Regions from separate parts of the Mus musculus genome. Here region 2 is linked to region 1. Evidence: chromatin contacts called from public HiChIP or PLAC-seq data. All regions are on one chromosome and are shown on one strand. Each heading gives the region's core, a stretch centred on a gene start, on an enhancer-like site or on the middle of the called end of the contact. The rest is flanking DNA. Distances are from core to core; before and after follow the strand shown.

Evidence for each region. HiChIP or PLAC-seq counts read pairs in DNA pulled down with a chosen protein or histone mark.
Region 2: a contact with region 1 is called in a FOXA1 HiChIP or PLAC-seq map of pancreatic cancer cells. The contact joins the promoter of Cxcl16 here to the promoter of Zbtb4 in region 1. A contact is called at or near these places in 2 of 115 datasets of contacts at active chromatin or transcription factors (microglia and pancreatic cancer cells).

The regions. Positions count from the first base shown.
Region 1 is chr11:69,763,919-69,768,606 of GRCm38.p6, reverse strand. It overlaps Zbtb4 (zinc finger and BTB domain containing 4), which reads right to left and starts at 2,695. Exons shown (of 4, transcript NM_029348.2): 1 at 2,522-2,695.
Region 2 is chr11:70,457,520-70,462,422 of GRCm38.p6, reverse strand. It overlaps Cxcl16 (chemokine (C-X-C motif) ligand 16), which reads left to right and starts at 2,439. Exons shown (of 5, transcript NM_023158.7): 1 at 2,439-3,045; 2 at 3,256-3,394; 3 at 3,596-3,678. The coding sequence starts at 2,976. Zmynd15 (zinc finger, MYND-type containing 15) reads right to left here and starts at 2,990. Exons shown (of 14, transcript NM_001029929.3): 1 at 2,343-2,990; 2 at 1,283-1,871; 3 at 402-639; 4 at 157-312. The coding sequence starts at 1,853.

The DNA of each region.
Region 1 (4,688 bases), core at 1,446-3,945:
AGGCTAGTCTTGGCTACAGAGTGTGACCCTGTCTCCAAAAAAAAAAAGTGATGTTCTTAAAAAAAAAAAAAAATGGTGGTGTGTGCACACTGAATGCTCCAGGAAAGCAAAGGGCTGCACAGCACAGAAGTCAAGAGCACAGAACCTAGAACCTGAGACCTGAGCACCTCTCACAACCAAGTGACTTGGGGCAAAAGCTTTAACGTCTGGGTTTCAGCTGCTTTGTCTGAGAGAGTGAGGTCCTCAGAGGCCAGGGTGAGGACGGCTGAGTGGTGGGACACAGAAGCCTGGGAGCAGAGGCTGTAGAGTTAGTGCAAGCCAACTGTTTACGACTACTGTTACCAGTAAAACTGGGAGCCGGGGAGTCTCTGCAGCAGGGCTGACAGAGGCTGGTACTGCATAGTCTCTACTTTGCCGCTATATATCAGGTCTATGTTCCATATGCTGTTGTAAGTTCCCTGGGCAGGTTGTTAGCTCCATCTCACAGACGTGGACTAGGGCACTCAGAGAATGTTCCACTGAGGAAGTTGGGGAGGCACCAGAACTTCAGTTCCAGTGTAAGTCTTGCTTGCACCTGTCCTCCGGGCCTCATAGGCAGACAGCCTCCCTCACCCATTCCAGAGGATACAGCTTTAAAGCTTTCTCACTCCTATATGTGTACACACAGGCTAGATGACACGCACAGTAGGGCACACAAGGAACACCAACGGAGTGAGCAGGCGTACATGTGTATCTCCCACATGCACTGAAGGGCCTAGGCCCCAAAGGTGAGGGAAACCTGTTCCAAAGAATCTGCTTAGTGAGCAAATTCTGTCCAAAGCTCTTCCACTGTCCCAGGAGTAGGGCTTCATGTGCGTCAGAGATACCGGAAGGGGGGTGGGGGAGAGGGCAAAGCAGGAGGAGACTGAAAACTCCTGATCCCTTTTTCCATTTTAGTGACAAAAGTCACACCCAGCCTTTACATAAACATGACCAAGGAGCCGCTCTGTCTAAGCTCACTTCCCTTATGGGCGCCAGGACTTTTCCTCCCTATGGCCCTAATGTGCTGGGCAAACACAGAGACCCTGCAAAAGGAGAGCAGTGCCACCCAACAGCACCCATTCCTGCCCCTTTCGCCTGCCTAGTGTTTATCTCCCAACTTTCCCATAACATCTCCTGGCAGCCCTACACCCGTCACTTAAGCACACAGAAGGTAGACATGCACACCAAGCCTTCCACTGGCCTCCTGGGTCTAAGGCCCACATTGCCCTTGTCACGCCACCTCCTCCTAAGTGTTTTCTGAGCAGCTTGCCTCCAGGCCCAACAGCCCAGACAGGCTCCCACAAACAACGTCACCAAAGAATCCCGTGGAGAGTGTTGCAAACATGCAACCTTTCCCGTGCTTGGCTTCCCAGGATCCCATAAACACATCTTGCATGTCCCACCCAGAACCCCTCACCTCACATGCTCCTGAGGATTATTAGGTCTGAGTTCCAGACATGCAGCCCCCCGTGAAACTCGTACATCACAGACACACAAATCCATCCGCCTTTCTGTCCTCTACACAACTGGACCACACCTCATCAGGACGACAGAAATGGAACTCAGGCGTGATACCTTCTGATTCAAATGTCCACAACTGACTGCACTCTTCAAATGGGTACGCACACCCCTCATTCTGGTGTCCACCATAACACACACACACACACACACACACCATGCCAGCTATGCAGAAAACAAACATTCATAAACATTCATATGTACAACACAAGACATACGTGAAGGAAAACACACGCTGACAAAAACTATATACAAATCCTCGAACAGCACACTTAAGGTATCTGTCACCTAAAGCCACAGAGCCAAACCTTGTAATTCTGTACCAATAAGTACCCCCTCCTGGCTTTCTGTCTCTATGTATCAGGGAGGGCCCTCGCAGACCCCTCGGTGCCAGACTGGGAAACCGTGTTGCCCAGGAGGAGCAGTTTACCTTGCCCCACAGTACCGCAGGAGGCACAATCTCCAGGACTCACTGCAACAACCCTTCCCCGACGGCGCGGCGGTTCCGGGCCCCTGCTCGCACTGCGCACCCTGCACACCCCAACTCTGGGGCGCTCAGAGGGCCACCCCTCCCCCTCTCTGCCTGGCTCCTACGCCATCGCCCTCCCAGCAGCTTGCAGCGCTTGCCCGGGATCACACCCGCCCCAACCCAACCCCCAACCTGCCCCACAGAGGCAGAGGGAGGGGGCATTGGGCTGCAGAATTTAACCCTTCATAGGTGGAGTGATTGCGACCCTCTTCACGGCCCCAGGAGACCGAGTCCCCCAGTCACGGCTCGTTGGACACCATACCAGGGCGCTCTTAAGTTGCTCCCCAGCGCCGTGCACGTCCGGGGGCGGGGCTTATTAGAACCCCCGACCCCTGCGCCCCTAGATCAACCTGGAAGGGGAGCGGTCGCGGGGCGCGGCTCCGGCCCCTGCGGCGCCGGGCAGCGGAGAGGGGGCATCTTCCCTAGCCCTGCCCGGTTCGCCCCGGGGCCCACCTGACTGCGATGGCGCCGCGTCTGCCAGGCCCGGCTCATCACCGTGGCCAGCCCCGGCCGCTTGGGTTTCGCTCTCCTCCAGCTCCGGCTCCGGCTCCGGCCCCGGCCCCGGCCCCCCCCAGCGCCCGGCCCCGGCCCAGCCCCACCGCCGCCGCCGCCGCCGCTGACATCATCGGCTCCCCCCCCGCCCCGGTCCTCCCCCCCACCCCACCCCCGGAAACAGTCCCCCCCCACCCCCCCAGCGCCGCCGCTGAGAGGAAGCCAGCAAAGCGCAGACGACACCGACTCTGGACTCTGAAGTCTGATGGCCAAGGCCTGGTGGATCCCTCACAGGGAAAAGACTCGGGGCTTCCCGCAGAATGCACACCTTACGGGGCGGGCAGTGACCTAGACCACTCATTCCCTGGGAAGGGACTCACCCCCACGCCCGCCCTTCCCTCTGCACACCCTTCACTCAGGGGTCACATCGCCTAGAGCACGCTGCGTGGGCACAGCTGTTCACCACAGACACGCACACCACACACATGTTCTCCGGGGCCGCAAACTTACAACACGGCAGATTCACATTTGGGCCCCGTGGAACCTATAGATCCAAAGTGAGCACCCTCGCGAATACCTAGGGATTATCACCAGACCCACTGGCAAGAAAGACCTCAACTCCGTAGAACAGATGATCATTAGTGCAGATAAGCACAAAGCTTGGAACTTTGTGTCACCAGTGGAAAGATTCGCTTCTGTGTCCCTGCATATAAATGCAGAGGCCTTGGTGTGGCCTTCCCAGCACAACACTAACCACACGCCAGGTGGAAGCATGAGAAATGTGACATACATAAAAACAAACAAACAAACAAAAAATTCCTGGAACCTCCATGGGACAATGCTATAGACGGCTCCCTAGTTGCAAAACTAAAGACTCTGGAGAGGCCCGGCGTGATGATGCTGTGGAGCCAGAGGCAAGTGGATTTAAGGACTTGGAAGCCAACCTGATCTAAACAGCAAGTTCCAGTCAGCCAGGGCTACAGTGTGATATCCCTGCTTGAAAAAACAAAAACGAACACCCCCATCCCCATAAAAAAGACCCACTTCAGGAGAAAGAGGAGCAGGCTCTCCCCGAAGAGCATGAAGGTTCAAGCCCGCCTGCGCTCGGGCAGCAAAGGCGGAAGCTCTGCAAGCTCAAGTCCATGCTGGTCTACGAGCGGGTTCCAAGCCACTCGGCCTAGACAAGCCATACAGCCACAAAACCACTCCCACACTCTTTTGTTTGTTTTGTTTTGTTTTGTTTTGTTTTGTTTTGTTTTGTTTTGTTTTGAGACAGGGTTTCTCTGTGTAGCCCTGGCTGTCCTGGAACTCACGCTGTAGACCAGGCTGGCCTCGAACTCAGAAATCCGCCTGCCTTCCCAAGTGCTAGGTTTAAAGGCATGCGCCACCACTGCCCGGCCACTTCCACACTCTTTCAAACATCTACTTCCGGTACCTATAACCCCAAGCACTTTGGGAGATAGTGGCATGAGGACCAAGATTTCAAGGCCAGATTCCACAGGCCTTTTGAGACCAACCTGGGCAATACTTAGCATAAAGCAAAAATCAAAACAAACCACCAACCCCCACAAGCTGGTCAGTGAGAGAACTGCTCTTGCAGAAGACCCAAGAGTTCCATTTCCCCCACATCCAAATACGGCCATTCACAACCACCTGGAACTCCAGCTCCAGGGGACCTGATACCTCTGGCCTCTGCAGGCATCAGCATTCATCCACAAATTCCCACACAGATACATATGCATAACTAAAAATAAAATAAATTTGGGGGCTGGAGAGATGGTTGAGTTTGCACACTTGCATGAACATAACCACGTACACTCTTCTCTTCGATTTTTTTTTCCTCACTCTGTAACCCTGGCTGGCCTGGAACTCACAATATAGATCAGGTTGGCCCAGAACTCACAGGAATCCACTTCTGCCTCCCAAATGTTGGGGTTTAAGGTGTAACTCACCATACCTGCCCACATACCAATTTTTTAAAAAAAGAAGCTGAGGCTATAAAGATTGCTCAGTGGTTAAGAGTACTGTTGCTTTTTCAGATTCAACTCTCAGAACCCATGTGGTGGTTTACAAACACCTGTAACTCATTTCAGGGGAGTTAACATCTTCTTCTGACCTCCAAGGGCAC
Region 2 (4,903 bases), core at 1,190-3,689, 690 kb before region 1:
CCTTTAACTAACAGCCCATAACTCTTTTTTTTTTCTACCCTTTCTTACCCTCCCACCCCCATCTGCTGGGACACCCCCACCCCACTGGCCTGGCTTGCTTTTCTACTTGGTTTGGCCAACTGCTCAAGTCTTGACTCCAGCCTTGTGGGTGCTCACCAGGGTGTCAACTTCACCTCAAAGCTGTGCTTGTGACAAACATGGCAGGTTCGAGCCCGAAGGGAGGCAAAAGTAAAACCTGGCCGAGGACCCCACGTGCGCATTGGGGTTTTTGCCAACTTCACACCCAGCCTTGGGACCAGGCTCTCTAGCTCTCTGTAAGGGAATGAAGGTGGCATTGGGCTGAAAGGGCTCAGGGGTTCAGATCCCACACCCTCCTACCCTCCGATACTAGATATTTGTACCGATGGAGATGGGCGTCTCCTACGGTAAGCTGTCGGGGCTTGCGGGGGTCCCCAGAGCCCATAGGGCAGGCCATGCTATGACAGAGGAGAGCATAGGCCCGAGGAGCCAGATTCTCAGTGCCTGGGTTCTGGCCTACACTCCCCTGGGCTCCATCCATTAGCAGATCAATGCCCAAGATGGTGCCATGCTCGTCCGTCACCAGCAAAAGGCAGGAAAGGTGCAGGGGGGCAGCCTCTGCTGAAAGATGGAAGATTTGGGGGAGAGAGCAGGGGCCAGAGAGTCACAGTCAAATACAGCAAATTTAGGTGCCTAAAGAGGGCAGGTAAGTGACCTCAATGAGTAGAAGGGACAAGATAAAAGAGGCATTCCCTATGGAATGTGGGCAGCTGCTATGCAGGGCCAGAATGTAAGAAATATAGGAACCTTATCAAAACCTGACCTTTTCTTTAGACTTATTTTTATTTTACCTGTTTGGGTATTTTCTCCACCTGTACGCCTGTATGCCTCATGCATGTAGTGCCTGTAGAGGCCAGAAGAGGGTGTTGGATCCCCTTGGGAATGGAGTTACAGAAGGTGGTTAGCACCATGTGGGCGCCGGGAATTGAACCTGGATCCTCTGGAAGAGTTAGTGAGTGCTCTTAACCTGTGAGCCATCTCTCCAGCCCTAGCACCTGGATATTATCCTTAAGATGCAAGGCTTCTGGACTTTCATTCCTTACAAGTGCTTGGATGTTGATTCAAATTACAGAACAAAAACACACTGTGGTAGATGAAAACAACTTCTGGCATCAGATTTGCATGAAGGTTACCAGCTCATGCCTCCTCTTTGGGTCTTGAGTGACATGGTAGGACTCAGGGTGGGGCCGTCCTGGGCTCTTACCATTCTTCTGTCCTTTCCTCTTTTCAGGAGCCCTCTCATCCTCTGGTCGCTCCTCTCTGCTGCCTTCTTCTCGGCTTGCCTCCTGCTGGGTCACCTCTGACTCTGGAGCAGGCTTTGCTTCTTGGGGGAATCTCTTGCTTGGAGGGGCTGGCTCCCCACCCTCCTGTGGTTCCACCTTCTCCATGCCTGGCCTCTCTCCATGCTCCTCATCTTCCTCCTCCTCCTCCCCTTCTTCCCCATCCTCTAGGCTGACAAAACTGACATAAGGACTCAGGTCTCTCAGGTGAAGTGGAGGCTCATCTCCCAGGAGCCGGGAAGCCCCTAGGCCTGGCCCAGGACCTGGCTCGGCACCTTGCCCCAGGCTGATGCCCACACTGCGGTTTGGTAAGACATGGAGCACCCAAAGGGCAGGATCCTGAGGCAGCCTCCTTATCTGTGACTCCAGTTGACGCCATCGGCCCTCAAGGCTGGTCCCCATGGTCCCCCTCTCTGCCACAAACTTGCGGAACCAGCCAAAGAGAAGAGCAGCAAAATCGAGGAACTCGTCTCGGTATCCAGACACAAACTCCATGTCTTTAGATACTCAGGGCTTGGACCCAGACCGAGCAGAAAGGGATATGTGATAATCGTGAGGATCAGGGTAGTGGTGAGGCTTTGGGCTGGGTCGCAAAAGGGAGAAGGGTGTGGGTTTGAGGTAAGATTTACAGAGGAATATTTGGAGCCGAGACTAGGATTTGCAGGGATGAGAATGGAGGAAGGCTAGATTGGAAAGTGGATGTTTAGGGTTAAAGGGGGAGTACTCAGGAATGAAATTGTACCTGGGGCACAAAACTCAATGATTCAAATCCTAAAGTGAGATTTGAATTAAGGGAAGACACGAGGTAAGGCTAATCCTATGGAGATAGGCTTGCTTAGAAGAGGAAATTTGGGGGTCTGTTGGTCTGAGTAAGTACTGAGGCATCTCTTGGGTCTGGATCAGTTTGGTGCGAACCCCACCCCCTTTCCGGCCGCTCCTCTCCTCCGGTACCTACAGCCGCCACCACTTTTCGAAGGTAAATACCTCGTGCTGGAGGACCGTCGTGACGTCAGGCAGTATCAGGCCAGGGCGTGGGCATTCCTACAGGTCTGGTGACTTGTTTGACTGCTTCACCTTGGCCATGTGACTGGATCCTACTGAGACCCAGCGGTCCAGGGAAGTGAAAGCATCTTGGAGCCAGAGGAAGGATCTAGAGGGTCACCCACTTTACAAACCAGCAGACAGACAGATGACTTCTCAAGAGGGCTGAAATCCCCGAACCCAACCGAGTCATTCTTCGGGAACCACAGCTTGCTCACTCGGATTCCTCTGGTTCTACAGCCCAAATTTTCTTTCGGTTTTGTCGGATAGTCTTGGCTGACCCTACGGCTGGCCGGCCGGAGACTGGAGCTCCGCCTTCGGGGCAGGGGTGTGTGTGTCCCCCGACTGGGAGCTGGGCGCAAAGCGGGCTCCCCGGTACCGACCAGACGGTCGGTTCCGGACAGCGCGCGCCGGGGGACAGAAGGCGCCACCACCTCGCGCCCCCTCCCCTCCTGAGCTTGGCACGGATCAGCGCCTTCGCAAAACATCAGTCAGGGTGAAGAAGAGAAAGCTTTAGAGAATTGGCTGGATGTCGGCTAGGTGACCTCGTCCCAACAAGCTCCGCAGAAGCCGGAGATGAGGCGGGGCTTTGGACCCTTGTCTCTTGCGTTCTTCCTTTTCTTGTTGGCGCTGCTGACCCTGCCAGGTTAGTCGGGGGTGGGGGTGGGGGTGGGACGCGGGACTGGGGCCCCTGAAGGAAACTGCGGAGGGGCACTAAGTCCATCCGCGGGATTAAGAACGCAGCCCAGAGCTATCCAGGGCTGCAGCGGTGACTAGGGAAAGTCTGTCTGAGATTAGACTGGGACAAGGGCAGATTCCTCAGTCTGAGAACCCAGGCTGATTCCTTTTCCATTAGGCGATGGCAACCAGGGCAGTGTCGCTGGAAGTTGTTCTTGTGATCGTACCATTTCTTCTGGCACCCAGATACCGCAGGGTACTTTGGATCACATCCGAAAATACCTGAAAGCATTTCATCGTTGTCCATTCTTTATCAGGTACTGTCTCTTTTCCCCCCAGGGCAGGTGTGGGACCATCGATCTGAACACCCAGTCCAAGTCCCGGAGCCTAATTCCTTTCTAGTTTTACTTATCTGGGGATTTCCAGCTGTAGTGGGGCTCACCTTCTTGTGACTTCACACCTTTGGAATGAGGAAAGGTAGGGAAGGGAAGGAGTGGACTACATTGATCCTTTTGCAGGTTCCAGTTGCAGTCCAAAAGCGTGTGTGGGGGAAGCCAAGACCAGTGGGTCCGTGAACTAGTGGACTGCTTTGAGCGCAAAGGTGAGAGCCTTTTCTGTCCTCCAGTGGGCCATCAGGGTGCAGGCTGCCACCTTACAATGCCCTTTGCCTCTGCCACATAGCACTTTCTTCGTTAGAACCTTTTAACTTTCACTGAAGTTCTGTCACTTCAGTCTGTGTTTTCCCAATATCATTTACTGTCATCTTCCTGGATTTGGCCAATTTGTTCTACCACAAATGCTATGACTTAATATTTTCTTTCTTTTTTTTTTTTTTAAAAGATTTGTTGATTTATTTATTATATGTAAGTACACTGTAGCTGTCCTCAGACACTCCAGAAGAGGGCACCAGATCTCATTACGGATGGTTGTGAGCCACCATGTGGTTGCCGGGAATTGAACTCAGGACCTTCGGAAGAGCAGTCAGTGCTCTTAACCGCTGAGCCATCTCTCCAGCCCCCGACTTAATATTTTCTTGAAGTCACTATTTTAATATAAACTATACTCAAGATTGGTCAAGCTAAGTGTGTACACTGCCCCTGAGTGAGCTCCCCGGGTTTTTTTTGACATTTTTAGACAGGGTCTGGTTAAGTTGACTGGGATGGTCTTGAACTTGCTATCTTCTTGTCTCAACCTCTCTAGTAGCTGGGATTATAGGACTCTGCAACAGGCTTGACTTTCACTGCTGTGTTGTCACTGAAATCACTTGAAGGTACTATTTTCATTTTCTAATACTTCATGATGAAAATAAACATGTTTAAGTTGAAAGAATTCAACCACACACCTTTAACCCTAACATTCTGGGAGGCAGAAGCAGGTGGATCTTGGTGAATCTGAGGCCAGCCTGGTCTACAACATGAGTTTCAGGATAGCCAGGTCTATGTACGAAGACCCTACCTCAAAAACAAAACAAAAAGTTGAAAAAAATTCTACAATGGGCAGCTTCTATGCACATCATCTAGATTTTGTAATACTTGATTTACAGTTTTTGTTTTGTTGTTGTTTTGGGGTTTTGTGGGGGGATCCTCCCCAGCCCTAGGCAGGGTTTCTTTGTTTAAGTCTTGGCTGTCCTGGAACTCACTTTGGAGACCAGGGTGGTCTCAAACTCACAAAGATCTGAATGCCGCTGGCTCCCGAGTGCTGGGGATTAACGGTGTACATTCCCTCCTGTTGGCTCTTGAGTTCAATATTTATTGATCTTTTTTCTTTCAAGGTAAACAAACAAATACTTAATGAAATGAATAAATCCTAAGGATACATAAGCCAGT